Linked DNA regions of Astyanax mexicanus: region 1 is linked to region 2. A link is a contact called in public Hi-C data. All regions are on one chromosome and are shown on one strand. Each heading gives the region's core, a stretch centred on a gene start, on an enhancer-like site or on the middle of the called end of the contact. The rest is flanking DNA. Distances are from core to core; before and after follow the strand shown.

Evidence for each region. A called contact is a pair of places that touch in the nucleus more often than the background predicts.
Region 1: a Hi-C map of muscle shows a contact between it and region 2, with 16 times the contacts expected there. The contact joins the promoter of fbxo18 here to the promoter of parp12b in region 2. A contact is called at or near these places in 2 of 3 Hi-C or Micro-C datasets (both in muscle).

The regions. Positions count from the first base shown.
Region 1 is chr2:7,140,133-7,146,783 of AstMex3_surface, forward strand. fbxo18 (F-box DNA helicase 1) reads left to right here and starts at 4,170. Exons shown (of 21, transcript XM_022671866.2): 1 at 4,170-4,424; 2 at 5,477-5,641. The coding sequence starts at 4,406.
Region 2 is chr2:7,002,852-7,008,767 of AstMex3_surface, forward strand. parp12b (poly (ADP-ribose) polymerase family, member 12b) reads right to left here and starts at 2,949. Exons shown (of 8, transcript XM_007252379.4): 1 at 2,521-2,949. The coding sequence starts at 2,849.

The sequences.
Region 1 (6,651 bases), core at 2,920-5,419, 140 kb after region 2:
TCCCCTTATTAACTGCATAAACTGTGGGCTGGGAGAGCCAAGTGGACCAAAGGTCCCGCTGTTGCTCACAGAGTTTTTTGTGTGTAATATCCTTCAAATGTAATATGTGTAGATTTCTCATTTGAGTTGACTATTTGATTTGACTATTCAATGCAGAACGCAAAAAATGACTTCAGACGTATGACTTTAGACGCATGCATAACAACATACACGTCACAACATATCAAACTAATAAGGCATTTAAGATAAGATAAGATAACATAAAATAATCCTTTATTAATCCCACAATGGGGAAATTTGCAATGTTACAGCAGCACAGAGAAAAGGAGAGAAAAATATCAGGAAAATATATAAACAAATAACAATAAATCTATACATTCAAAAGATTACAAAAAATATAATAAAGAAAAATATATACATCTAGTGCAGCTAAGATAAGGTCAGAGCAGATATGATTATGGTAGGTTGTGACCAGTATTATTGCACAAGGACTAACAGTGAATAAATAGCAAATAAATCATAGATGGGAAGGTAAGAAAAATATTGCCCGTTAAACATATTGCACAAATGGTGATAAAGAGATCACAGGACACATTGTAAATAGAATATTGCACACGATAAAGCACTACAGCTATATTGAGTAAGTAAGTATATGAAAGGCATTTTAACAGCCAAAGCTGTTTTACTAAGCGGTATCAGAGCATGCATGTCATAAACAGCCCAAAAAAACTGTCAATATCTGTCAATAATCAATCAAAATCAATAAAATTAGGCAAGAACAAATAAAAAGAAAATATAGTCAAGAACCAAAAAAGAACAAAACAAAGAAAAGGAGGAAAAAGAGCAAAGCGGAAAAAAGTTACGTTGATGTAGGTGTTGTGAGTATTAACAAGGATAAGAGTAATACAATAACTCAGTTGTGCTCTCGGCAAAGAAGAAAAGCTGCCAAGTGGGAGGCAGGGGAGGGTTCAGGCAGGCGGGATAAAGGAGCTACAGTACCTGTGAGATTAAATAAGCACCGGGCTTTAGCCTGCAGCATCTGCTGCTGAAGATGAAAACTAAAGACAGAGCTGAAGTTCTGCTGGGAGAGCTGCTGGAGGACACAACACCTTTTCTTATTTGCTCTGAGGACTGGAGGTGTTCACCAGAATCTAAAAATGGAAAATTTGTCCAAAAATAATTTGGCACAAGCACGCATAGCCACAACTTTTAACAAACAACACTGACTTAGAAACTACTAGATGTAGTTTAGTAGTGTTACATTACAAGGGACTAGATTTTCCCACATCATTTATAAAAACAGAATATTATCGATTTTCAAAACCTAATTGTTTGTTAGGAATTAAATCCGAGATTCACTCAATATCACAATAAAACTTTTGCCTATGAACTAAACTTGTCCTTCCGCTAAAATCCAATTTTTCTTGTTCTTTGTAAAATACAATATGTCTCTCTGAGTTGTATATGGATGCTGCACATGAAACTCTTCCTAAACCTCCATTTTCTGCAGTAGCAAGTAAAAGAAAATGCTCAGAAAAATTAGTTGATCAGGAAAAGCAACGTGTCTACGTCAACCTGTGAATTGGTATTCATGGCCACGCCCACCTTGGCTCGCAACCGCCCACAGGCAGAGCTGTGTGTCTATGGAACACCACCAGCGAAGTACAACTGAGATAGGTAGGTGTGTATATTAGAACAATTCTGTTTACACTAGTTTAATGTAAAACATTTTACTTTCTGGACCTGGACTACCCACCTCTGTGTGTAAGTAACTAGGTTTACACAGAATCTCCAGTGGATTTTGCATTTTACAGAGACTCTAAGACTAGGTCAGTGGCTGAACTGCACTTGTTGTAACATAACATATATAACATATAACATTGCAAAGACTGTTAGTGTAAAAATGTCTTTATTTTAAAACGTTATGTTTGCATGTATGAATATTCATGAGCAAGAGCCGAAATCCTGTCAAGAATCCCGAAAGAATGATTAATGACTTTTTGGCTTGAAATATAATTTAATAATACAAAAAGAAAGCATGCTTTTCTGATTGCCCACTGTTTTATCCGGATCATCATTAAATATAAAATGTAAAGTGTAGATTCACTAGTGGTTTTGGATAGTAAATACGAGGGCTGCATTTAAAGTGTAGACATTAAAGTGGCACTAAACCCCCTGATTTCTGCTGACTCCACCCTCAGCTCAAATTTGAAAAAGGCAAAAAAAATTGGTAGGGGTTGTTTGAGAGGGGCTCTGTGTGATGTATGGGTTTATAAACTGGGCAGGAGTCCATAGCACAGTTGAACCTGAGAGGGGCTGCAGAGACTAAGCAGGACTGCTATCGTTCATTACGTAAAAGGAACACATTTCAGCTATATGGTTTGGAGTTAAGTGGCTCTTAGGACTGTTTTCTTTTTTCTCTACGGTGAACCATTTCACAACAAACCACTCTCAATGACTTTGTTTACGTCATAGCCATTGGATTATGCCAATTTAGAACAATTGGTGGAATTTCACCTTCTACAGTTAAGTGAACTTTGTTGATGTTTTGCTCATACAGACCTAATTACCATGAGTTTAAGTGAGAGTGTATAAATGAAAAGCTACTCCAGTACTTGTCATCCTAAACCTGTTTTGTAAAAAAGGGTTCTTTGGAGCAGTGCCATGGTACAGGGGGCTCTGAAACCAATCCCTAGCCTCCCCAGACAGTCCAGTCTTGTTTTTTTTTCAGTCTCAACTCACACAAAGGGATAGAGCAAAATGTGGACCACTGACACAGAAGAAATATCAATCCCCTATGAAACTAAGTACCCAAAGTGGGTAGAGGATCATTAAAGCATTCAGAGAGGTAAAAAAAGTATTTTAGTATGGTGATGTTGAGCAGTGTAGTCTGTGTTAGAGCTTTAAAAGGCAGATAATAAGAGAAAGTGGTTCTCAGTTCAGTTCATTTTAGCATTAAATTACGGTCATTAGTTTATACTAATTAAAACACACCTGACCCAAATAATCACCTAACAACTAACTAATCAACTAACTATCTGCCCTCGCTGAGGCAAGCTAAGTAAAAAACTAGCAGGACAAAGTTACTCCAGAACCACAGAGCTAACCCAGCTAACTTAAGAACCATAGAGTCTAAAATACTTCATATAAAAAGATATGTGTATTTTTTTCCCACTGAAACCTATTATAAGAACAAATGTTAACGTAGCTTAATGTACTAAAACAACGAGCCAGAAACACAAACATCTCTAATTTATTTCACCGCGTAAAACGTGTTACAGTGTTTAAAACTGGTCTCAGCTCTCCTCAGTGAGGGCAGTTAGTTCAGTAGTTGGATCAGCTGGGTTTAATATGGTAGAAACATACGCTGGTGTTGCGCCGAAAAGACTCCCCTGCCGATCTCTGCAGCTGCACTGTAGCATTAGCTTAAAGCTAACATTTTTCTAATCACAACTCTTAATTAAACGATCTCAAAAGTGAAGTTTAGGAGTAAAATGTACACAGAATAAAACGTACAGGGTTCTGAACATATTTATTTACCACAGAATGTGATAGAGCTTTTTTTAAAAAAGCCCATTCATTTTCCTTACAAGGAAAAAGCCATACGAGGACTACAGATTGACCCACCTCAGTGGTCTATGTGCAAGGGTTGGTTATAATATAGGCTCCTAGGACATATTCAGTTAAAGCATATTTTTAATCATAAAAAGCACAGTTTCGTTAAATAATACTAAGCATATATTTTTTTATTACATCACCAGTAAAAAATTTGCACAGCCAAATAAAGTATACTTTAAAAAAAGTTTTCTAAAATACTAAATGTTTGAAAAAGTAGAAAAAGTATACTTTAATTATTCCGCATATAGTTCAAGTACGCTATTATTTTATTTAAATGCACAACTTTATTACTAGGTCATGGATAAGATCCCCAGTCTTTGCAAAATCTTAGCCTGTACTTAGTACCCTGAGAAGACATTACTGCCATCTAGTGCTTTTACTTGTGCAAAATATATATATATATATATATATATATATATATATAAAAAATCTTGTGTTATTGTTTAAATATGTTTGCTACATATATATTGTCGTTTTACAACACTGGAGTTATTCGTAATTACTTTTAAATAAAAATGTGTTCTTCTGTTTTTAGAAACAGGACTTTTACTGTGAATTTATTGTGGAAATGGACCGGAAGTTTACAAAGCGATAGTCTCACGGTGCGAGAAGCTCCGCAGTGAGGGAGTTTAAAGCGCCCTTTAACTTCGTTTATTTTACTTTAAGAGAATACTTTTCTAAACAGAAACAGCGGACGCATCGATGGGATAACGCGGCGATGCTCACAGGCCCTTTAAACCGGTATTGAGCGTGCAGTGTGCGGACTGTGTGCGGAGTTTATTCAGCCATGGAGTCGGCCTCCAGAGGTGCTTCACTCGCTCACAGATACACAGATACCTGTAGCTACAGGCTGTATTTCTGTATAGCCAACGCTAACCCAGCTAGCGTTCACTCTCTAATAAAACCTCTACAGCAGCTAAACATGCTGCAGTTCTGCCTACATTAGACTGATTTAATGTTTCGTATATTAAATAAATTATCGAGTTAAATGTTTTAAAGTAAGAGAGGTAAAACTAGCTAACCTAGCCTGCTTGCTTGTTTGTGTGTGTATGTATGCTGTTTGTGCTTGCTTATATGTATGTTTGTGTGTGTGGTAAATAGGGCTGCAACTATTAGTCGATATAATCGACAGGGTCGATTAATTAAATTTGTCGACTACAAATTTCATTGTCGACTAATCGTTCATTTATAACAGTCCCGCATAACACAAAGTGTTGATGACAAAAATTCAATGTGAAATGTGTAAATGGATCATATCCAACATAACATATTTAACTTACTCACTGAATATCAGTATTTTGCACATTTAAACAACATCTAGACATTTAAATGCCTTTAAAAGTCATCTTCAGCTGTTTCTATTGGTTTTAGAGATGGAGGAAATGGCAGAAATAATCGGTGACTAATCGACTAATCAAAAAAATAATAATCAAATTAGTCGACCACCAAAATAATCATTAGTTGCAGCCCTAGTGGAAAACGGTTGTATGTTTATTCATTTGAGAGGAAACTATGTATTAAATTGACCAAATAGATTTTTTTATTAAAGGAAAATGTCTTGATTTAAGAGAATGAATTTAAGAAAAGATTTATTAAATTGATAGAATGCCTTGATGAATTGAGTGAAAAGTGTGATAAATTAAGATGAGTAAGAGATAAGATAAGCCTTTGTTAATCACACAATGGGGGAAATTTGCAATGTTTTAGTATTGCAGAGGACAGAACAGAGGTGTCAGGAAATGCACAACAGTAAAATATATAAGATACATATCTTCATTTATATGAAAATGAAGCTTCAGTACAGATCTGTCTATTCATTCTTCTTAATATTATTAATTCTGTTTCTCTGATGATTTAGGAAAGGCCAAACGCAGGCACCTCAGTGCTTCTGAGTGCCACAGTTTGAGCCAAAGCAAAACTGGCAGCCAGTCGATCACCCAGCCTTTCACTGTCAACCTTAACAACGGTGACCCGAATCGTGGGATGCAACCAAGGACTCCCACTAAAAGAAGAAGAAGAAGAGGTATGTGTATGTATGTATATGTGACACACAGTTGGCTAAGTACTTAGTTCAAGAAATTCAACCAGTATCTTTGGCCCCATCCCATTTCTCTTTTGTACCCTTAACCCTTGTTTTAGAGTGTAACAGAGTTACAAGGGGAAGGGTGAAATCATCCCCCTAAGAATCGTGAAAACCCTTCAAGAACCTTATACAGATATAGGTTATAGCAGTGGTATGCAAAAGTTCAGTAACCTAACTGCTGATTAACTATCGTATCATAACTATTGTGATATCAAAAGTCTTCAGAAAGGGGGCAGATTGTGCAGCAGTTAATTATTATTGTCATTACTTAATTCCTCTTTGATGAGGAGCTGAAAATAGCTAGCTACTGAGAAGAACAACTTTTTTTATGCTTGTTATGAACAAAATGGTGGTTATTGTAATTTTTACCAAGAAAAAAATCTTACATTTGGTTCCTTGTGCTGTCATATTGCCAGTAATTTCTCATAGCCCTGAAAGTAATCAAGTACAGTGCTGATGTAACAGAATAGACAGTTACTGTTCTTCAAAAGCTTTTGGCTGATGTTGCCTTGACAGAACTTTGAAAAGGAGAAGTTGGTTGTCTCATGTGAAAATATTGAAATTCTATTGAGCTAAGTCTAAACTAAATCTACCTTAAACCAGTAAACCATTACACTAGGGTTAGCTGACTAAGAAATTAGTCAGACTTTTACAATTAACATGTGCTGTTTGCGTTGTTAGGGTAGCTTAACTCTTCCACTGGGTTTGGTTTGTTTTACACAGTGAAAAATGCAAGTGCACTATAATGCATCACAACGTGCCAGGCAAGAAACCAGATACAGTAAAAAGGTCCTGTGTTCTGAACTAGAGCATATTTCTGTGCAGTTTTATATGGAGCAGCAGCAGGGGTGACATTGTTCACAATGGTCTTAATTATCTGGGTAGTATACCAGGTTAAACTACAACTGAGACCACTTATGGTACTTTCAAGGGTGTTGAGATGCATTGTG
Region 2 (5,916 bases), core at 1,699-4,198:
ATTGCAATACAATTAAAATTCTGTGGAGCTTTATTTTTCATCATCTGCTCTTGTGCGCTAAAGTGCACATATTGTAAAATGTAAATAAAATGAGTTACAAACTAAACAGTCTTTGCAATTTGTTTGCTACCACCCCAATGCTTGAACAGCTTGAACACAGTGATATTTGAGATGTGAAATAAAGTGTATAGGATTTACAGAAAGTGTGCAATAATTCTTTAAACTTAAAAATTAGGCAGGTGCAAAAATTTGGGCTCGCCAACAGAAAAAAGATCAATATTTTTTGCAGAAATAACAGCCCCTAAAATGTATGTTTATATGTGAGAAAAAGGAAACCACTTAAAAATGACGAGTTTCTTTGATTTTACCAAACTGAAAACCTCTGGAATATAATTAATCAAGAGGAAGATGGATGATCACAAGCCATCAAATCAAACTGAACTGCTTGAACTTCCAAAAGCAGTGTGCAAGACTGATGGAGGAGAACTTGCCAAGATGCATAAAAACTGTGATAAAAACACAGGATATTGATTTGTGAAAGCTCTGCATCTTTTTTTAGTTATTTCAGACATTTCTCAATTTCTGCAAATAAATGCTCTAAGCTAAATGTTCTGTTTTATTATAGAATAAAACAACAATGTTCATTTTACTCAAACATATACCTATAAATAGCCAAATCAGAGAAGCTGATTCAGAAAATGAAGTGGTCTCTTATATATATATATATATATATATATATATATACACACACACACAGGTGGTGGTCAACGAATTAGAATAATTTTTAATAGTGCAATCATGAAATTCTTTGAATGCATTTTTTGTGCAGAAAGCAAATCAGGTGTTCACTGCACCTGTCCTACTCGTTAGACTAATCACAGAACTCGTTACCTGGAAAAAAATTTGCTCAGCTGAGCTTTCCAAAAGGCCCATTTAGGCCATTTAACTGTGACACTGTTGTTTTATTGAATTAGAATAATGGAGAAACCGTTTCATTGAATTAGAATAAATGCTCGAATTTTTGTTTTCTGTGAAGAGTGTTCACTGTGCAGTATAAAGTCAGGGTTAGTAGTTAGGGTGAGTAGAATTTCTAAGTTGTAAAATCAATCATGGGTAAGCAGCGCGACCTCTCAACCGGAATAGTGGCTCAAATTCAAGCCCTTCGCCAACAAGGCTTGACCCAAACTAAAATTGCTGAGCAGCTCGGCATCAGCCAGTCTTCCGTCTGCAAAGCTCTCAAGAAAAACTGCAGCAAGCGCACCAACTGTTCCGGCGTCCGAAAAACTTCTGCTCGCGACAACAAGCAGCTGAGAAAGATCGCAGTCAGCAACCGGTTCAAGTCCACTTCCGAGCTCACCGACTAGTCGAACAAGCAGACCGGCGCTGACGTCTCCAGATCAACCACTTACCGTCGTCTGCGCGAACTCGGCTTCAAATCTCGCGTTCCAGCAGTAAAACCGATGCTGAACAAGAAACAAATGGAGAAACGGCTGAAGTGGGCCAAAGAACACGGCGAGTGGACTGCTGAAGACTGGCAGAAAGTGGTCTTCAGTGACGAATCACGCTTCTGCATCTCCTTCGGTGACCAAGGTCCTCGTGTCTGGCGTCGTGGTGGCGAAACCTACAACCACGAGTGCGTGAAAAGATCCGTCAAGTTTCCCCAGAGCGTTATGGTCTGGGGATGCATGTCCGCTCGAGGTGTAGGGAAACTCTGCTTCATGACTGTCAATGCTGCCGTATATCAAGATGTTCTGGAAACGTTCCTGATTCCGACTGTTGAGGAACAGTTCGGCGAAGAAGACTTCATATTTCAACAGGATCTTGCACCGGCTCATGCGGCAAAGTCGACCAAAGATTGGTTCACTAAAAAACAGCTTGAAGTTTTGGCATGGCCGGCCAACTCGCCTGACCTCAATGTCATTGAAAACCTTTGGGCCATCGTCAAGCGGAAAATTCGCGACAGAAAGCCTACTACGCTGGACCAACTGAAGCAGAACATCGCCACTGCCTGGGAAGCTGTGAGTGCGGAAACTTGCGACAAGCTGGTCAAATCGATGCCGCGGAGACTTCAGGCAGTCATACAAGCCAAGGGGGCAGCCACAAAATACTGAGAAAGTGATGATTGTAATTATAATAAAAATTATTCTAATTCAATGAAACGGTTTCTCAATTATTGTAATTCAATAAAACAACAGTGTCACAGTTAAATGGCCTAAATGGGCCTTTTGGAAAGCTCAGCTGAGCAAATTTTTTCCAGGTAACGAGTTCTGTGATTAGTCGAACGAGTAGGACAGGTGCGGTGAACACCTGATTTGCTTTCTGCACAAAAAATGCATTCAAAGAATTTCATTATTGCACTATTTCAAATTATTCTAATTCGTTGACCAGCACCTGTATATACATACATTTAGCTTAAAGGACAGAACAAAACAAGGCAGGACTAGACTGCCCAGCCCCTTTCCTCTCTCTCTCCTCCTACAGTAAACACGGCTGGGTTCTCTGGTTCTCCGGTGTTCTTACCTTCCTTTTCCGTACCGACAGTTCCCGTACACATAATATTTACAGAGGTGCAGGTCCTGGCAGCCGAAGCACTCCTGTTTAGCGTAGTTTTTACACAGGCGGATGGAGGTTTTAGCCACGATAATGTATCCAGCCTCCCAGCTCTCCGCCTTCTGTCCGTTCCGGACCACGGAGAACCGCGGGCATTTCTGCACTATGTACCAGAAATCCTCCTCGTTAATGTCGAAGCGCTGGCTGACCTTCCTGTGCAGCTGCGCCAGGTCCATGGAGCCTTTATGGCCGCATAAAACACTAGTGGCGTGGTGAATTACCCTCGAATAGCTCGACATGTTCTCCTCAGCTCCTGCACAAACCCTCCTTCACCTTCCTCACCTCCTCCTCCTGCAGATACTCTCGTTTCACAGTAAAAGAAAGCAGCTCTCTCTCTGTGTGAAGTCAGTGGATAGGAGTATAGACATATATACATAGATGCCAATAGCCTGCATCCTGGCGTATCAGCGTGGCCGCCATATTGGTTGGGTCTCCCAAGCGCCACCACTGCATTTATTTCTACTGAGGAAAGGTGCACCTAATAATTACTACTCTACCCATTTTTACCTGATTTTTACATGGGTTGGTTTGTTACAAACAGCAGAGATGTAGTAATGATACAGGATGCTGTCATAAGTTTATATAAGTGTATTAAACACGTACCTCAGTAAAAATAAATGCACTGGAGTCGCATAGAAGACCCATCCAATATGGCGGCCACGTGCGGCGACATCTATTTTTAAGTTCCTTTTGTTTTAAGTGGATTAAAAAATATATTTTATGTTAAACCTGTAAACCCTTGAAAACGAATTACCGGGGTAATGGAGGGATTTAATACTTATTGCTTAAATACATTTCAAGGCAATACAGGAAACGTATTATGTGTGTGTATACATATGTGTGTGTGTACATATCAAATCAATTAATTTATGCGCTTATCAATATGCCATACCACATGTCTGTCTTTGTTAAAGAGCATAATACAAAGTATTTCAGCATAAAGCACGTATTTGTAATGTGTGACAGCGTCCTGCATCATCCGTGTGAGAATCGGGTAAAATTGGGTAGAGTTGTAATTATTATCGTTATATTAAACACCTTCCTCAGTACGAATTCACTGGGGGCGCGTGGAAGACCCATCCAATATGGCGGCCACATGCGGCATCTATGTATACCTGTCTATAGTTACAGCACCTTCAAAATACCAGTCCGCTGCTGTTGTGGTGAGTTATGCCAGGTTCACATTACACGACTTTTTGAGTCGTCAGTCATTAATATAATAATAATGTGGCGGCTCTGGGTTGTGTGTGTGGCTGCCTGTAGGCATGTTTCTGTTCTTCTGTGTGTGTGGCCTTATGTGTTCTGTTGTGCTATGTGTGCTGTGTTGCTCTAGCCTACGTAGTTGGTACCTCCCCCGTAACCTAGGGTATGGGGAGGGGCCATGCAGATGGATGCTGTTTAGGGCACTCACCATAAAGTAAGTGAGTAGTGAGTTTAGTCACTTGGTTCGGTTGGTGGCCTATTTGGGTAGAATGGTTTTAGCTCTCCTAGTCTTGTTAAAGACTATAAGTGAGTGGAAAGCTTCTTCAATATAGGAGTTGTTGAGTATTCAACATGAGTCTCGCGAGTCTTCCTTCCTCTTCCACGCCACAATAATAATAAAAAATAAATATTTATATTTTTTAACTGCCGCTGATGCAGCATTGCCGAGTAGCGACTCAGTTTCGACATATCAGGTCAAAGAGGCCCTGTACTGATCAACATCACCCTAGGAATGATGAGAGAAAAGAGTACCATCTACCCACCCAGAGAGAGCAAGGCCAATTGTGCTCTCTCGGGGCTCCGGCACCTGATGGCAAGCTGCATGAACAGGATTCGAACCAGCTATCTCCTGATCATTGTGGCAGCGCTTAGCCCGCTGTACCACTCAGTATTTAAATTGTATTTTTAAATAATACACTTTAATTTACATGGCAGTAAAGTATAATTTTGTTAAATTTTAATTGAATAGATATAGCTTAAAATGCATTTATGGAAATGCAGTGTGTACAGTATACAGTATTAATATGTTAATAAAAGATCTTAGCTACAAGACAGTTTTAAAAACATTTGTTTTAAAATAATTTTCTAACTATTAATATAAATAAATAATTAGCTTCTTATTTTTAAAGTGTTTTAAAATAATATTTAATATTATGTTTGTAAACCCTTGTTAACGAAGAACAGGGGGTAATAAGGGGAATTAAAACCTATTGCTTAAAATACATTTCATAGAAATACTGGGAAAGTACTGTAAGCGAGTTATGATTAAAAACTATATTCAATTAACTGTAACTAAACAATTACAGTGTAATTATGTATATAAAATAGAAAATCATCATTCGATCATTATCATCTTGTGTGAAGCATACTTCAGTTTCACAAAGCTAATAATAGCAGTGTGGTAATACATGTATATGTGATATACAGCTGGCCCAGCAGGGGGTGATACAGGACAATTTAAATTTTACTATTTAGAATATACTTAAGCAGACCATGAAATGAACATGAGTATAATAATACAAGATTATAGCTAGAACACAATTTTAAATAAGTGCCCTGAAACACTTGGATGGTTTTCATAGTCTAAACTCGCTGGAATAATGAAAAAAGATATTTATTAGTTAAATGGAGCCATCTTTCAAGCATTCAAATATAAGTAGGATGTGCAAAATTAAATCATTATTTTATTTCAACCAAACACTTAAAGAATGGTTTATAGGTAGGGCAGAAAATCATTAATTGACAAAGTGTTTAAAAATAACTTAAGAGAGTTAACCCATACATCTCTGGAAAAAAATGAGTTTACCAAACTAAAAACCTCTGGAATATAATCAAGAGGAAGATGGATGATCACAAGCCATCAAACCAAACTGAACTGCTTGAATTTTTGAAGCAGGAGTGGCATACATTTATCCAAAAGCAGTGTGTAAGACTGGTGGAGGAGAATACACCAGGATGCATGAAAACTGTGATTAAAAACCAGGGTTATTCCACCAAATATTGATTTCACTTTATGAATATGAACTTTTTTTTTTTGCATTATTTGATGTCTGAAAGCTCTGCATCTTTTTTGTTATTTCAGCCATTTCTGATTTTCTGCAAATAAATGCTCTAAACGACAATATTTTTATTTGGAATTTGGAAAAAATGTCTGTAGTTAATTGAATAAAACAACAATGTTCATTTTACTCAAACCAGAGAAACTGATTCAGAAACTGAAGTGGTCTCAATTTTTTCCAGAGCTCTATTACGTTTTTACGATATAGAAAAATCAATTAAATAAAAGATATGGAATTGCAGTTGCTTTGTTATTGAATTATATGG